Linked DNA regions of Mus musculus: regions 1 and 2 are each linked to region 3. The links are chromatin contacts, called in public capture Hi-C and promoter capture Hi-C maps. All regions are on one chromosome and are shown on one strand. Each heading gives the region's core, a stretch centred on a gene start, on an enhancer-like site or on the middle of the called end of the contact. The rest is flanking DNA. Distances are from core to core; before and after follow the strand shown. Region 1 holds the start of Eif2b3 (eukaryotic translation initiation factor 2B, subunit 3). Region 2 holds the start of Tmem125 (transmembrane protein 125). Region 3 holds the start of Ipo13 (importin 13).

Evidence for each region. Capture Hi-C pulls out chosen DNA fragments and counts their contacts.
Region 1: a contact with region 3 is called in a promoter capture Hi-C map of adipose tissue. The contact joins the promoter of Eif2b3 here to the promoter of Ipo13 in region 3. A contact is called at or near these places in 1 of 39 promoter capture datasets (liver) and 1 of 9 other capture datasets (adipose tissue).
Region 2: a contact with region 3 is called in a capture Hi-C map of embryonic stem cells, with 3 times the contacts expected there. The contact joins the promoter of Tmem125 here to the promoter of Ipo13 in region 3. A contact is called at or near these places in 1 of 39 promoter capture datasets (embryonic stem cells), 3 of 115 datasets of contacts at active chromatin or transcription factors (embryonic stem cells, epiblast stem cells and extraembryonic endoderm stem cells) and 1 of 9 other capture datasets (embryonic stem cells).

The regions. Positions count from the first base shown.
Region 1 is chr4:117,018,036-117,022,593 of GRCm38.p6, forward strand. Eif2b3 (eukaryotic translation initiation factor 2B, subunit 3) reads left to right here and starts at 1,367. Exons shown (of 12, transcript NM_001111277.2): 1 at 1,367-1,441; 2 at 4,120-4,277. The coding sequence starts at 4,130.
Region 2 is chr4:118,541,722-118,546,486 of GRCm38.p6, forward strand. Tmem125 (transmembrane protein 125) reads right to left here and starts at 2,005. Exons shown (of 4, transcript NM_172383.3): 1 at 1,879-2,005; 2 at 1,635-1,778; 3 at 880-1,039; 4 at 1-650. The coding sequence starts at 511.
Region 3 is chr4:117,912,600-117,917,199 of GRCm38.p6, forward strand. It overlaps Ipo13 (importin 13), which reads right to left and starts at 2,400. Exons shown (of 20, transcript NM_146152.3): 1 at 1,689-2,400. The coding sequence starts at 1,772.

The sequences.
Region 1 (4,558 bases), core at 117-2,616, 900 kb before region 3:
TGAGTTAAGAAGCTATTAAAAAAGAGTGCTTCTGTCTCTGTTTTCTTACGTTATGTTCATTATACATTCCACAGAAAAAACTTATGTTCCTTGCTATAGCCTACAAGCCGGTGGGGTCTGAATTCTCTGGTCTCCTCCATCTGGCTCCCTCTGGTAGCCTTTACTCACCCACTTCCCCTCTCACTTTATTTCTGCTGCAGTGCCCTTCCTACTCTTTATTGAACTCCGGGGTTTCTTTTGGGATTTGTTTGTTTGTTGCTGTTTTTTTGTTTTTTTGTTTTTTGAGACAGGGTTTCTCTGTGTAGCCCTGCTGTCCTGGAAATCACTCTGTAGACCAGGCTGGCCTCGAACTGACAGACATAGGCCTGCCTCTGCCTCCCAAGTGTTGGGATTATAGGCATTCACCACCACGGGCAGGATCTTTGCACTTGCTGTCTAGTCAGCTTGCAAGGCTCTTTCCCAAGGCTCAACCCGACTTACTCTCTTCAAACCATTAAGTGCTATTGTAAGACCCCCAAAGCTGGGCCTCAGCTCAAGTCCCGGGATGAGCTGGCCCGCACCCCAATAACTCAACAGCTCTTCTCTGCCGGGTATCCTTGGTAAAATTACAATTATCGCATCTCTGGTTGTAAGGTATAGAAACAAAAAGGCTTTTTGCTGGCTATAGAGAACAAAGAGCTTCTTTCTAGCTGTATTTTTAGAGAACAGGGAAAACAAGCTTGGGGGAATGTTTTAGGGGCTTTACCTCCCAGGGAGAAACGCTCTAAGTCCGGTTCTCACACTATCAGAAATGAATTTATTGTTTGAATGGCTAAAGTTTGCTGACACAAAGGCCAAATCAGGCATCTTGCACACTAGAAGCCTAACCAACCGCTGGCTTGCAAGGGAATTTAGTAGGTGTTTTGTTTTGCTTTGTTTTTTTAAATTCTTGAATCTTCTATGAGTGTTGGTGCAGGTCTTTAATCCCAGTCTACCGGGGGCAGAGGCAGGGGAGATTGCAGCTGGCGGTTCTCTGTGAGTTCGAGGCTAGCCTGGTTTACAGAGTGAGTTCCAGGACAGCCAGGGCTACACAGAGAAACCCTGTCTTGAAAAAAAAAAATCACAAAACAAAACAAAAAGTATTGACAAGCCAAATTTACAGTGCCGTGAGGCTGGGATTTAGAATGGCAACTCCGAAACGTTAGAGATTGAAGGGGACATTTAACAAGCACTAGGCAGCAATACAGAAACTCCACGCCACGGCTCGTCGGTCGCTTGGTCTCCGGCACGCTCCGCAAGAGCATCCTTGCCTTCTGCCATCTATTACTCGGCACTCGTTCCTCCTTCCTGAGTCGGCGCGTCGTATCGAACCGCTCGGCCACCGCGCGCCTGCGCTCTTGGCTTGTCAGCCAGAGGCGGCGTGGGGAGCGCTGGGAGAGGCTGCGGCGTGCGGATAGCTGAGGTAAAGCCGGGGCTAGTGCGGTGCCAGGCGGGGCACGAGCTGGCTGAGCAGGGAGAGCGGCGCGCGGATGCTGGAAAGCCGGGTTCCTGTGAGGGAGGCCAGCTAGCCGAGCAGGACCCGAGTAGGCAGACAGGGACTGCGCTCCCGAAATCGCCGGGCGAGACACTGCCGGCCCTGGCCGTAGAGCCATGCGTCCCGACTGGGGGACTGGAGAGTCCAAGCCTTGTGCAACAGATGGAAAAACTGAGTTTCAGGGAGGGACAGTTCTGCCCGAAGTCACACCGAGTGAGCACTAGACTCCCTTGGTGCCTTGCTGACATGGTTTCCACATTATTTATTCGTCCCACATTTATTTGGGCTCAAGGCAGGGACTAAATGGGATACAGTAAGGCCCTTTTAGGCAGCGCGCAAAGGTTTGGCAAACCAATTACAATGCAGTAGCCGATCTTACAATTTAGGACAGAAGACGGCAACTGTGAGGAAGGCATGACTGGGACTCTGTAAACGCCTCCTGTAAAACTTGGAGGCTGGTGAGACTCATCGACTTGGTATTGGGAGTCACGACGGTAAAGTTGAAACTTTTAAGTCTAGCCTTATGATTGGTTAGGTTCATAAGTATTCTTGTTTCTTAGGTTGCGTCTTTTTTTTTTTTTTTCCTCCTTAACCCAGAGATTGAGAACAGGAACTTTAGGTTCTAGCCACCTGGGTTCCAAATGTGTTCTTGTACACATTTGAGCTTAACACTAATGTGGGGTTGCTGTGAGGTTCACAGATGCTCATTCCACATATAGTATCTGGCATCTGACTGGGTGTATCCTGACAACACATAGTCCCCAACTTCAAGGAACTCACTCTTAATAGGCATTTAAATGAATGCCTGCAGTGAAGCCTATAAAGGTTGACACAGTCCGTACAGAGTATAGTAGAAGCAGCAGGTGAAAGAAGTCCCATCATTGGTGTGCAAAAAGTTAGTTGTAGCTTCATGCTATGCAAGATGATTTCTGAGCAGAGTCTTTTTAAAGAGTTTTGCTACTTGGTTACTTGTCCCAGGAGAAAACCAGCCTAAAGCAGGAGTAGCCGTAGACCTGCAGTTCTGGCTGCTAAGGTGGTAAGACTGGGAATCACTTGAGCCCAGGAGGTTAATTCACACTTTATAACCAGGTATTGGCACTAGATTCACAAGCATCAATATGATGACCTCTAGAAGTGGTTCTAGAGTCTGGAACCACCAGGTTGCATGTACTGATCTGTAGTGAGGGTCACATCTAGGAAAGGCCATCACACTAGCTATGACAGCGTAATAATACCTGTCCACTTAAAAAGGACCTATAGGGGGCTGGAGAGGTGCCTCAGTGATTAAAAGCAGCGTATATTCTTCCAAAGGACCTAGGTTCAGTTCTCGGCACCTACATGATAGCTCAGAACCATCTATAACTCCACTTACAGGGGATCTGACTCCATATGTGCACTCAACACACACATAAAATTAAAAAAAAAATAAGTATTTGTTACAAAAGAAAACCCAGAGTTATAGCACAGTATATTTTAGTTGGTATAGTGTGTTTTCCGTGATCCAGCATCTGTCCAATAATATGAAACATGTATATAGTGCGTGTGATAGGATGAACGTTACTTTGCATGTCTTATAGAGAAATACTTTTTTATTCTTGTGTAGGGGATCCAGCCTAAGGCCTCATAAATACCAGACAAGTGAGCCCTCATTTAATCCCAACAGCTTCATGAATGTGTGGATGTGTATATTCCTAAATACATAACTACAGCTGCTCTCTCATAATCATGTTGATTATGTGTATTTCCCCAGGACTGGTCATTTGGTATTGGATAATCAATTGATGTTCACTATTTCACTTGCTCTCAGAATTTCTTAGTTGCCTGTAGTTTTTTTTTTTGCTTAGGGTTGAGGCCTTGTAAGCTTTCCCTCCCAGACATTAACATGTCAGTTGGTGTTATCCTTGTTCAGGTCTCGTTTAGGAAGCCATGTTGGTGACACTTTATGGCTGTATAGTCTCTGGCATATCTAGGAGACACAGACCATATCTAGCAAACCTCCTGTCCCTCTGTCTTTTTAATGATCACGGAGCCTTGGCTGCGGGACTTTCTTACAGGTATTAGTTGGGACCAGGCTCCACAGCTCTTTGTTTTGATCAGTTGTGGTCTTCTGTGATGATCTAAATCTTTTGCAAAGGACCATTTCCTTTATGAAGGGTGAGAACTACAATTCTCCAGCCAGACCCTAAAGAAGCTTGTGTTTTTGAGACAGGGTCTCACGTGTAGTTTTGGCTGTGCTGGAATTAACTCTGTTGAGCAGACTGGCCTTGAACTCATGGAGATGCGCCTGCCTCGGCCTCCCAAGTGCTGGGATTAAATATGCCACCACCACTGGCACTTGAATTTGTCTGTTCTTAACTATAAACAACTCAAGGGCGAGGACCAGAAGTTTTAAATTTATATTATCTGCTTTTACTGAGATCAGAGCTAAAACTGTTGGCCAGAGAAGGCGAGAACAATCTTTGCTACCGTGAGGGAGTGTTTCTTACTCTGGTAACTAAATCAGAAGTGGCACGTCTGGTGTAGGTGGGAAGTACTCATGTAAATAGAGACAAATAGTACTGTGTATCATTTGACTTAAGCCACTCTTTCTCTTCCTGTGCTTGCAGCTTTATAAAAATGGAGTTTCAAGCGGTGGTTATGGCCGTTGGTGGGGGATCTCGGATGACAGACTTGACTTCCAGCATTCCCAAGCCTCTGCTTCCAGTTGGAAACAAACCTTTAATTTGGTACCCGCTGAACCTGCTTGAGCGTGTTGGATTTGAAGGTGAGCTGTAGCTGTGATAGGATGCATTCATAAACCTTTAGTGTGTTTGATCCCAATAATTTGTCAGCATTATGAGAGAGAGGGTGGACATAGCAGGCTAGGGCTTAAAGCTTGCTAGAGACTAGATGTTGGTCCATGGCCACCCACCTGAGAGCACAGCCTCCCCCAGAGGAACTTTTATCCCATGCTGCAGCCCAGGCAGGTGCCGGGCTGTAGGGGAGTGCCAAGACCACTCTGGGGGTGAGTGGGAAGGTGGAGCTGGTTCCGGGGTCACTGGGTTC
Region 2 (4,765 bases), core at 755-3,254, 630 kb after region 3:
CACTCACACCCACCTGGTACAGTAGCAACCCCAGCAGCAAGACTGAGCCCAAGGAAGCCAAGGTAATGCCCACAGACAGCATGGCAGCCAGTGGCCGTGCCGGGGCCGGGGCAGCAGCCAGCCCAGCCAGGGTCAGGCCAGTGACCAGCAGCACAAAGCCACTGAGCAACACTACAACAGCGTCGGCGCCTCCGCCGCTGCGCAGCAAGGCCACGTGCTGGGCCTGGCGTATGCAGTTCATATCCTGCACGGCAGAGCTCATCAGCTGCTTCACCAGAACCAGCAGGGCCAGCAGACAGAGCACAGTGCCCACGGCTAGTCGCCATTCGCCGGATCGGCTGCTGGTGGAGGACAGCAGCGCCACACCACCGGCCCCACAGCCAGCCACAAGGATCACGGCCACGGAGAAACAGAGCAAGGAGCGACGGGGCTGCTGGGACCACCATAGCTCCACCTGCTCTGCCAGCACATCTGGGGGCAGCCCCCTGCCCACTGAGGCTTGCTGGGACATGGCTTGGTCAGGCAGGGTCAGGACAGAGGATCACTGTCAGGGTTCAGAGGGTGTTTGTCGTGACCCTGTGTCCCCATCACCTGGTTGCCAGCGAGAAGCCCAGTCTCCTCTTCTTAGTCCAGGCTATGGTTACCCTCACCTGCAGGACAGGATCACAAGTTATTTCCCACCCATCTGGCCCTATAGCCTCATCTGGGAGTCTCAGGGAAGGGCCCCAAGAATCTTCCCCGGGGTCCTCAGGACCTATTCCCAAGAGCTACAACCCTAGCACTGCACCTTGCCAAAGCACCTCCCCTGACCCCAACAGAGTTCCCTCCACCACAGAGCTCCCCTTCCCCTTCAGAGAATCCCCTTGCCCAGCTCCTGACCTCTCACACAGGCTGTCTCGGTGGCCTGTTCCATCCAGGCTGTCGGAGGAAGCTGGTGGTGCCACAGTGGATGACAGGACAAACTGTCAGAGATAATGCCTCATTCAGGATCAGACTCACATGGCCTCAGCTGTCACTGCTGGGTCCTGGGTGGGGGAAGCTATGGGAAAGGGAGGCTGGTGACTTAACCCTTCTGGAACCAGCAGGCTGAGCCTGACCCTTCTCTCATAGGGCTGTACCCTTCCTTCTCTGTGGGTCAGGATCTGACCCCTAACACCGTTCTTCCTCTAGTTCCACCCTATCTCCGTCAGGCAAAAGAAGACGCATGCTCCAAGTCTCTCCTTCCAGTGCTGGTCGTCTCTGATGCAACAGGGCCCAACCCAAATTCCTCATCTTACCCTGAACCTGTTCCTCCTGTGTTCCTTTCTCAAGATGCTGTTACCACCCACCCTCCCTCTCGGCCCACTCCGGGGGCTCCTCAGCGCCTTCTGCTTTTGCCAATCCATGGCCCCAGGGGCTGTCTCTTGCCTCTAAACATATCTCTATCCAGTCCTGTTCTCGGCGCTCATCCAGAACCTGCCTGCTCCCCACGGGTCCATCCCCTGCTAAACGGCTCCACGTGTTCTCTAAGGCAGCAAAAGGAGGACTCAGGATTTGAACCGCAGCCTAGTCCTTCCCATCGTGGGAATGTGGGGAGGGATCTAACAGTGTTACTCATTTAACCTGTTCCCTACAAGACAGGCGGCATGACTCACATCAGGTAAAAATAAAGCTAGCACTGCCGGCAAGGAACCCAACTTCCGGCAGCAGGAGAGACCGATCCTGTAGGTGTCAGCTGCGAGTCCAGGAGGGACGGGAGTGGGGCAGGGAAGCCCCAGCTCACCTCTTAGAGGCTTTTTCTGAAAAGTGAGGACAGAGAAGTTAATTCTGAGGAGTGGGAGAAGTCATCTAACATACTCCTTTTAGACTTCCCACGGGGCAAAGGAGCTCAAAACATACTTTTTTGAGCCAGAGAGACTCGGGGTGAATCAGAACCCACATGGACCACACTGCCGAGACCACGTTTTTACTCCAACGAGACAGAGTAGGGGACCGCTCTGCCCTTTGCAGAGAGGTTGCCTGGCACGCAAGGTGGGTGGGGTAAATGCCCACGCCCCAAGGGTGGTTGGGGGAGGGACCGTGGGCGGAGTCTGTCCCAGCATTCCTCAGGACTGTGGCTTGCTCATCTGAAGGTGCTGACACCGTCTATTGGGGAACGACCCCAGCGTGGGTGGAGGTTCCCGGTAGTAGAACCCGTGAAAAAGGTGGGGGTGGGGCGTATGGGGCACTCACGGGACGCCTGGCTGTGCTGAATCCGATTTGAGCAGGCAGGACCCAGCAGGTTGGGCGCTCTAGGTCTGTTTCCGGGGAGACGCTTCACCTGCCTAACCTGCACCCAGGTGAGCTGGAAGGAGGGGGGGATTAACAGGTGCTGTTTCCAGGGCAGGGCCTGAGCCAATTGGCTGACGTGGCCCTGCGACTTCAGTGGGGCTGAGACATTCCTGGGAAGGGAGGGGCTTCTGTCCGCTGCTGGTAGGTCTGAAACACAATATGCAGATTGGGTCAGCAGGAGGAAAGAATGCTGGCCCTCTGCCCCAGTCTGAGCCCTAGCCCACCCCACAACTCCAACTTAATTTTACCTTCAGCCCCTCCCCGAAGATCTACAGCCAGGCCTGCAATCTTTGCACCCTGAGAGGCTGAGGCAGGAGGAGAGCCAGTAGGAGGTTCCAACTGGCCTGAAACCTCCTCATTCCAGCTGATTCTGGACTTTAGTTCTGAATCCCACTGTATCCTCAGCCCCAGCGTCCAGCATCAGCGATACCCCAAACCTAGCTCCAGCTCTGTCTTAGGCTTTCCCCCAATAAGCCCTTTGTTTATTTTCCTTGAGGCCTCAAGTGAGTGGCAGGATTAGCCTGCCCCATGAGTGGGTAGAGGCCTTTCAGGTAGACAGCTGGAGCTGGACAGTTGGATAAGTTTCACAACTCTTGACAAGGCAAAAGAAGCCCTTGCCCTTCAGCTGGACTGTCCCCCACCTACCTCCGGCCTCTCTCTGGCCGAGTCTGGCCAACTTGAATCATTGAGCTGAAATGCCTTGGCTGATCTGGCTGATCCGACTGCACTCACGACCCGTGTTTCTTCCATATTCATTCGCAACAGATCTTTAGTTAGTTAGCTTTCACCCCTGACCCAGAGGTGTATCCCCAGCCACTGCAGGGATAAGTACTAGTTTACTAACCACCATGACCTCAGCAGCCAGCGGTAGCCTGTACGCGTAGGGTAATCGATAAATGTTTGTTGAGTGGCTGGCTAAATAAAAGTGTGAACTGACTGACGGTGTGACTATTTTGACCTTTGAGCTTTTGGGATGAAACCAGAAGGACAAGTTGGGCCCAGGCTGTGTGGTCCTGGAGGGCCTCAGGGATGCATTTGGACAATGCTGGGTGTCCACAGGGGTGTTCAAGGTGGAACCGGGATATGGTTCAGGGCTCTGCTTCTAATCAGCAAGTCTGGGTCCTAGACACCATGCCCCAAGTGGGCAGAGGGTGACTGGTTGGAGAATGTACAGTTTGTCCCACATCTTCTGTCCTACCCCTTCTGTAAACTATATGTTAGTATGTTCTTCTCTCTGCATTTGATGTGTATTTAAAAAACTAAACAAACCACTACCAGCAGCAGCAGCAGCAGCAGCACCACCAAAAATCCCAAACAACAGAATGAAATCCAAGTCAATCTTCCCCAGATCAGGGCACAGGGTAACTGTGCCTGGCCTGGCTTCCTCTTTGCTTTGTTCGCTGCAGAAGACAGGGAGCCTCCTAAGTCCAGAGCAGCGTGGTCTGTATGTCTAAGTGTCAGCTTAGTTATGTATTTGTTTTACATTTCTCTCACATATTACATCCAAATTCAACTCCAGTTTCCTCTCCTCTCCTCCTCTCAGAGACTCTCCCTCTCGCTCCCTCAGATCCACTCCTCTCTCATTCTCTCCAAAAAAGCAAGAAGGAGGAGGAGAGCCGGGCGGTGGTGGCGCACACCTTTAATCACAGCACTCCGGAGGCAGAGGCAGGCGGATTTCTGAGTTTGAGGCCAGCCTGGTCTACAGAGTGAGTTTCAGGACAGCCAGGGCTACACAGAGAAACCCTGTCTCGAACCCCCCACCCCCCCCAAAAAAGGAGGAGGAGAAAGAAAAGAAAGGAAAAGAAAAGAGCAGGCCTCCCTCCCAGGGATTTCAATCGAACATGGCATGAAGTTACAAGAAGACTAGCCACAAGTCCTCATATCCAGGCTGGATGAGGTAACCCACTAGGAGGAAAAGGGTCCCAAGAGCGGGCAAAAGAGTCAGGGATGTCGCATTCCCCCTGTGCGGAGTCCCACAAGAGCACTGAGCTATGCAACTATAATGTATGTACAGAGGACCTAGGTCAGACCCAGACAGGCTTCCTGACTGTCACTTCAGTTTCTGGGAGCCCCTCTTATTTATGTAACTTAAGCCTTTCTAATAGCCTGTTTCAAAAGAACAGTAAAACCAACACAGTAAAATGAATGTGTTTGCTGGGCTATGGATGCAGCCCAGTGGTTGCTCGCCCCCTGGTTCAATCCCCAGAGCTGCAAAACTGTATGTATTGGAATTGTAAAATATATTTTACTATAGAAGGTATTAATGGGCTCTTTGAAAGTCTTTTCTTTTCTTTTTTTTTTTTTTTTTTAGATTTATTTATTATTATATGTAAGTACACTGTAGCTGTCTTCAGACACACCAGAAGAGGGCGTCAGATCTTGTCACGGATGGTTGTAAGCCACCATGTGGTTGCTGGGATTTGAACTCTGGACCTTCGGAAGAGCAGTCGGGTGC
Region 3 (4,600 bases), core at 1,150-3,649:
CTGCCTCTCCCTGACTTGGGGGAAGACGGAGTGAGTAGGAAGGGAGAGAGCTCAGGATTCCGCTGACCTTTTGAAAGCCTGAATCTTGCCCATGCTCTATCATATTCTCTTCTTATAGTACAAACGGGTTCTGAGAGGGACTCTCCACAGGAAAGCAGAAAAGGCCGGGGCTGGGCTCGTCCCACAGGGAGGTATGTAAGGGCAAGGCCTAGGAGGAGGGAATGACTCCACGGGGAATAAATGTAAGCTCCAGACAAGTACAGAACAGCCTGAAGGAGCCTGGCTCTTTAGATACAGCTCCTCCCATTGATTCCAACAAGCAAACTCCATCTGCTCCCCCAGGATCATCCCGAGGTCACTCCAGAGGCTGGCACTAAAGCCAGTATGAAATCTGAGAAGGACTGCTTCAGGCCAGGTAGCTCTGGAACGGATACACTGGAAGGGAGGGTGGGAACATACATCTTCAGAGAGTACAAGTAAGTCTCCAATCAGATGATGCAGAGAGGCCTTGGCCAGAAGCAGCCTAAGCAAGTGCCTACCCGGGAGCTGTCAGCAGCAGAATCCCCAAGGCCCAACTCCATTGGGACTTCATGCAGAGAGAAAACAATGGCTCATCTCCCTGGCAGCACATGAAACCAACCATGTGCCACCATGCCAACACTGTCCAGCCCCAAGGGCCAGCCAGGTTCCCTAAATGGACTCCATCCAACTAGGATTAACCAAATCTGTACCCTCCCGCCCCCTGAAAGCCAGTTATGGCTACTGTCCCTTGTACAGCCAGCCACTCAAGGAAGCAAAAGGAGACAAGAGACCGAACAAGAAGATATGTGTTCTCAACATTTGTTAGGTAAACAAGCCTCAAGAACAACAAATGTTTTTCTATGACTGCCCCTTGCTATCCAGTAGGATACCCCTACCTCTCGGATCATCCTTGGGAGTATTGGGGGTGGGGCGGGTGCATTCCTGCATTCCAGGCTGCTGGGAGAAGAATAGAATAGAAAAAGATGGCCTGGGCAATGGAGAAGTCTGGAAGGAGGCCATGGCAGAAAGCCATGTGGGCAGGTAAGGAAGGAAGGGCCCTGTAAAGTTGCCAGCAGAGCCAAGCCCCTTGGACCCAGCACAAAACAAGAGAGCCAGGCACACTCCTGCCTGTCCAGGACCGGTTTGACTTCCATCCAATAAGGAAAAGACCCTTTCTGAAGATAAATGAACATATAACTCAGACGGGTTTAGCTCCAGATATCTTTGTGAGCCTTTGACTGAAAAAAAGTGAGTCGGGTCCAGGATCATTCAGCATCCGTGTGGTTTCTAACGTGGGGGTGGGGGTGGCTGAGTGGCAGGTCTTGTGAGTTTCTGGTTCCCTCCAGAACTCCGCCTGCTTTTCTCCTGGATCTGGGCAGGAGCCGATTTGGTTATAAGTCTAAACCCTTCAGCACCCTACAGGGAACAACCTAAGATCCTAGAGTATCTATCCGAAAGGGGACCTGTGTCTACAGAAAGCCCAAAATAGCCCATTAGGCACTGCAACACTGCTGTCCAAGCCGGCTGCCCAAGAGAGATGGTAAATACCAGGTGCTCTGGGGGCATCATCCCAGCGGGCACTGAGCCCGCGTCTGAGCTTTGGCATTAGTGTCAGTCCCCAGAACTTCTGCTCTGTCACTGGAGTGCCCACCCCAAGGCCCTCATACCTTCTCCACGTTCTCCACAGTGAAGTCCAAGGCTGGTGCTGCTCCAGCCCCTGCAGCCCCCAGCTGCTCCTCCCGCCGCTCCATCTTTGCTCCCTGCCTGGCAGGGAGGTGGACCCTGATCTCTTTCTTGCCCCAGCCCTTTGGCTGTCGGCCCCCTGCTAGACCCCGGCTTGAGTACCCGGGAGGTGGTGGGATGAGGGGATGCCCAGGGCGGGCATGGCTGCCGAGGCCTGCCCACCTCGTTTGGAGGGGGAGTGGGTTGCAGAGGTCAAAAGATGTGCTCTTCGGAAAGGGACCCGCTAAGGCGGCTCCCAGAAGGGAGGCGTCCGTGAGGTACTCCCAGACAAGGGTCCTAGTGGGAGGTCACAGCTCTGTCCCTTGAATCAAAAGTCATAGGGGAGGGAGGCCTATAGGGGAAACAGAGGCCCTGGCCCGTGAGGGGTCACAGAATCAACGGCCTGTACCCATAACACCCCAGTCTGGACGAGCTTCTAGATGCTATGAGGTCAGGGGGGCTGGGAGATCACCCGGGAGAGAGCCCTTCGCGAGATACGGAGACGTCCAAGGAAGCACGGGATTGCAGTTTCGTGAGTCTGGGGCAGAGTCGGTAGAGTTGGGGGACTGAGATAGGTCCCCTCCGTTCGCCTGGCCCGCGATCTGTTCGCCTCCCGGCGTTGGCCCCGCTACGGTCGCTGCCTCCGCCCCAGTGACTGACAGACAGGCCGGCCCGGCCGGGACGGGGCGGGGACCTCAGCAAGACTCGGGCTGTCCCGAGCGCCTGTCGCCAGTACCACCAACTTAGGCCCCCACCCACGCTTGTCCTGGCCCGGCACGGCCAAGCACATCGAGACACGGCACGGCGGAACTACGCGGAAACTCATTCCGGGTCTTTGGCCCTGTCCTCGTGCTAGCTCGCGCGCCCCCGAACAGGCGACGGAACGGCACACCGCCAGGGGCCCCTGCCTGAAGCAAGGACCCGCCTCTATGCACCCTGGGAAATGTAGTTTTCGTCGGACCGGAAGGTGGCTCCTGAGGAGGGAGGCTTGGAGCACGTGGGTTGGGGGTCCTATGGAACCCTATCCTATTCTCGGCTTAGGGCAGAGGACCATCTTGCTCAGTCACATTGCCTAGGAGTGCAACTCTTGCGAAGACGTGATTCATGGGGCCTTTGGGTGGAGTTGGAAGCCAAGAATGGAGGGGAGAGGGTCACGTTTGGTCGGCGCTCAGGCACAGGGAACTGGTTGTGTTGGTGACCATCAGCACCCGCTAAAGAAGAGGAAAGATAGGAGTTACTTGGTGCCCCACAATTAAAAAAAAAAAAAAAAGCACTGTGGATCTGCTCGGGAGCAACCGGGAAATCATATTATTCTGCGCGCGCGCGTGTATGTGTGTGTGAAACGAGGAGGAGAAGGGAAATCGTTAAGGTTTTCATTATGTTTCAAGTAAGAATAGCTCATGGCTTTACCTTAGGTTTTGTTCTCTCTCTATTCTGCTGTGGCGGGTTGGTTTGTTTTGAGATGGAGTCTCTTGCCTTGGGGTGGGGAGTGTACCTCTTTAATCCCAGCACTCCCGGGATTACAGGAGTGTGCCACCAAGATGGGTGTCTGAAGTGCTGTGCCTCCCGCGCACCCTGTCAACTGAACCACATCCTCCACCTTCTTTGTTTTCAAGCGGGGATCTCACTATGTAGCCCGGGCTTGAGTGGGTATTTTTATTCATTGTCTTCAGCTAAAATGGGGAAATTGAGGTTGGAGGAAGGCAAGCCCTGCTCCCAGCAGGCACTTCCTCTCCATGCTCAACTTTTTCTTTCCTTGACTCCTGTCAGCAGGAAAGGAAATGATTTCAAACAGAAGGATCTTTCTTTTTCTTTTCTTTTCTTTTTTTCCAAGACAGGGTTTCTCTGTGAGGCCCTGGCTATCTTGAAACTCTGTAGACCAGGCTGGCTTCCAGCTCACCGAAACCCACTTGTGTCTGCTTCCAAAGTGCTAGAATTAAAGTTATGTACCACCATGCCCAGCCTAAAACTTTTTTTTTTTAGATAAATTATATTAAGCTCAATTTGGGCTTACTATATGGCTTCTCTCTCCTTATTGACTAAACTCTTCCCAACACAGCCTTCTAGCAGTAGCAAAGTTGGGTAAGAATAAGAAGGGCTGGCATACCGTCAGGAGGAGCAGCAATTTTGTAAACCTGGGGAGGAAACAGATTAAGACAAGAGCTGGAGTCACTATACAGGGCTTTACATGTGTCCCACCACACCAGGTGACACTTGTGCTCTAAGGGAGGAAGCTGGCTCTGGAAGTAGCTGCTGAGGCCAGAGAAGGTCGAAGAAACTTGACAAGATCTTGACGAATCCTCAAAGCCTGGGAAGGAGAAGGACTCACTTGGCTGCTAGAGGAAGTCCATCCATCACAATGAGTCAGCAAATCGTTGTCCAAAAGGAAAAAAAGAAAATGTTTTAAGCGTTTTAAAGAAGCCAATTGGATCCCTGTGAGTTTGAGGCCAGCCTGGTCTACAGAGTGAAGTCCAGGACAGCCAGGGCTACACAGAGAAACCCTGTCTCGGAAAAAAAAAAAAAAAAAAAAAGCACCAGCTGCTCTTCCAGAGACCTGGGTTCAATTCCCAGCACTCACAAGGTGGTTCACAACCGTTTTAGGGTTTCTATTGGTGTAACAAAACACCATGACCAAATTTGGCAGGAAAGGGTTTATTCATCTTACAATCCCATATTATAGTCCATCTCTGGAGAAGCCAGGACAGGAACTCAAGCATGGCCAGCCAGTCTGCATACCAGATGCTATCCTCAGAGATCTTTGGCCAGCCAAGTCGTGCGCAGAGAAGAGCAGCAGAGGGCTCAGCTAGCAAGCAGAGGTTCAGGGACGAAGCTGCTAGTGGTGAAAGCCTTGGGAGAG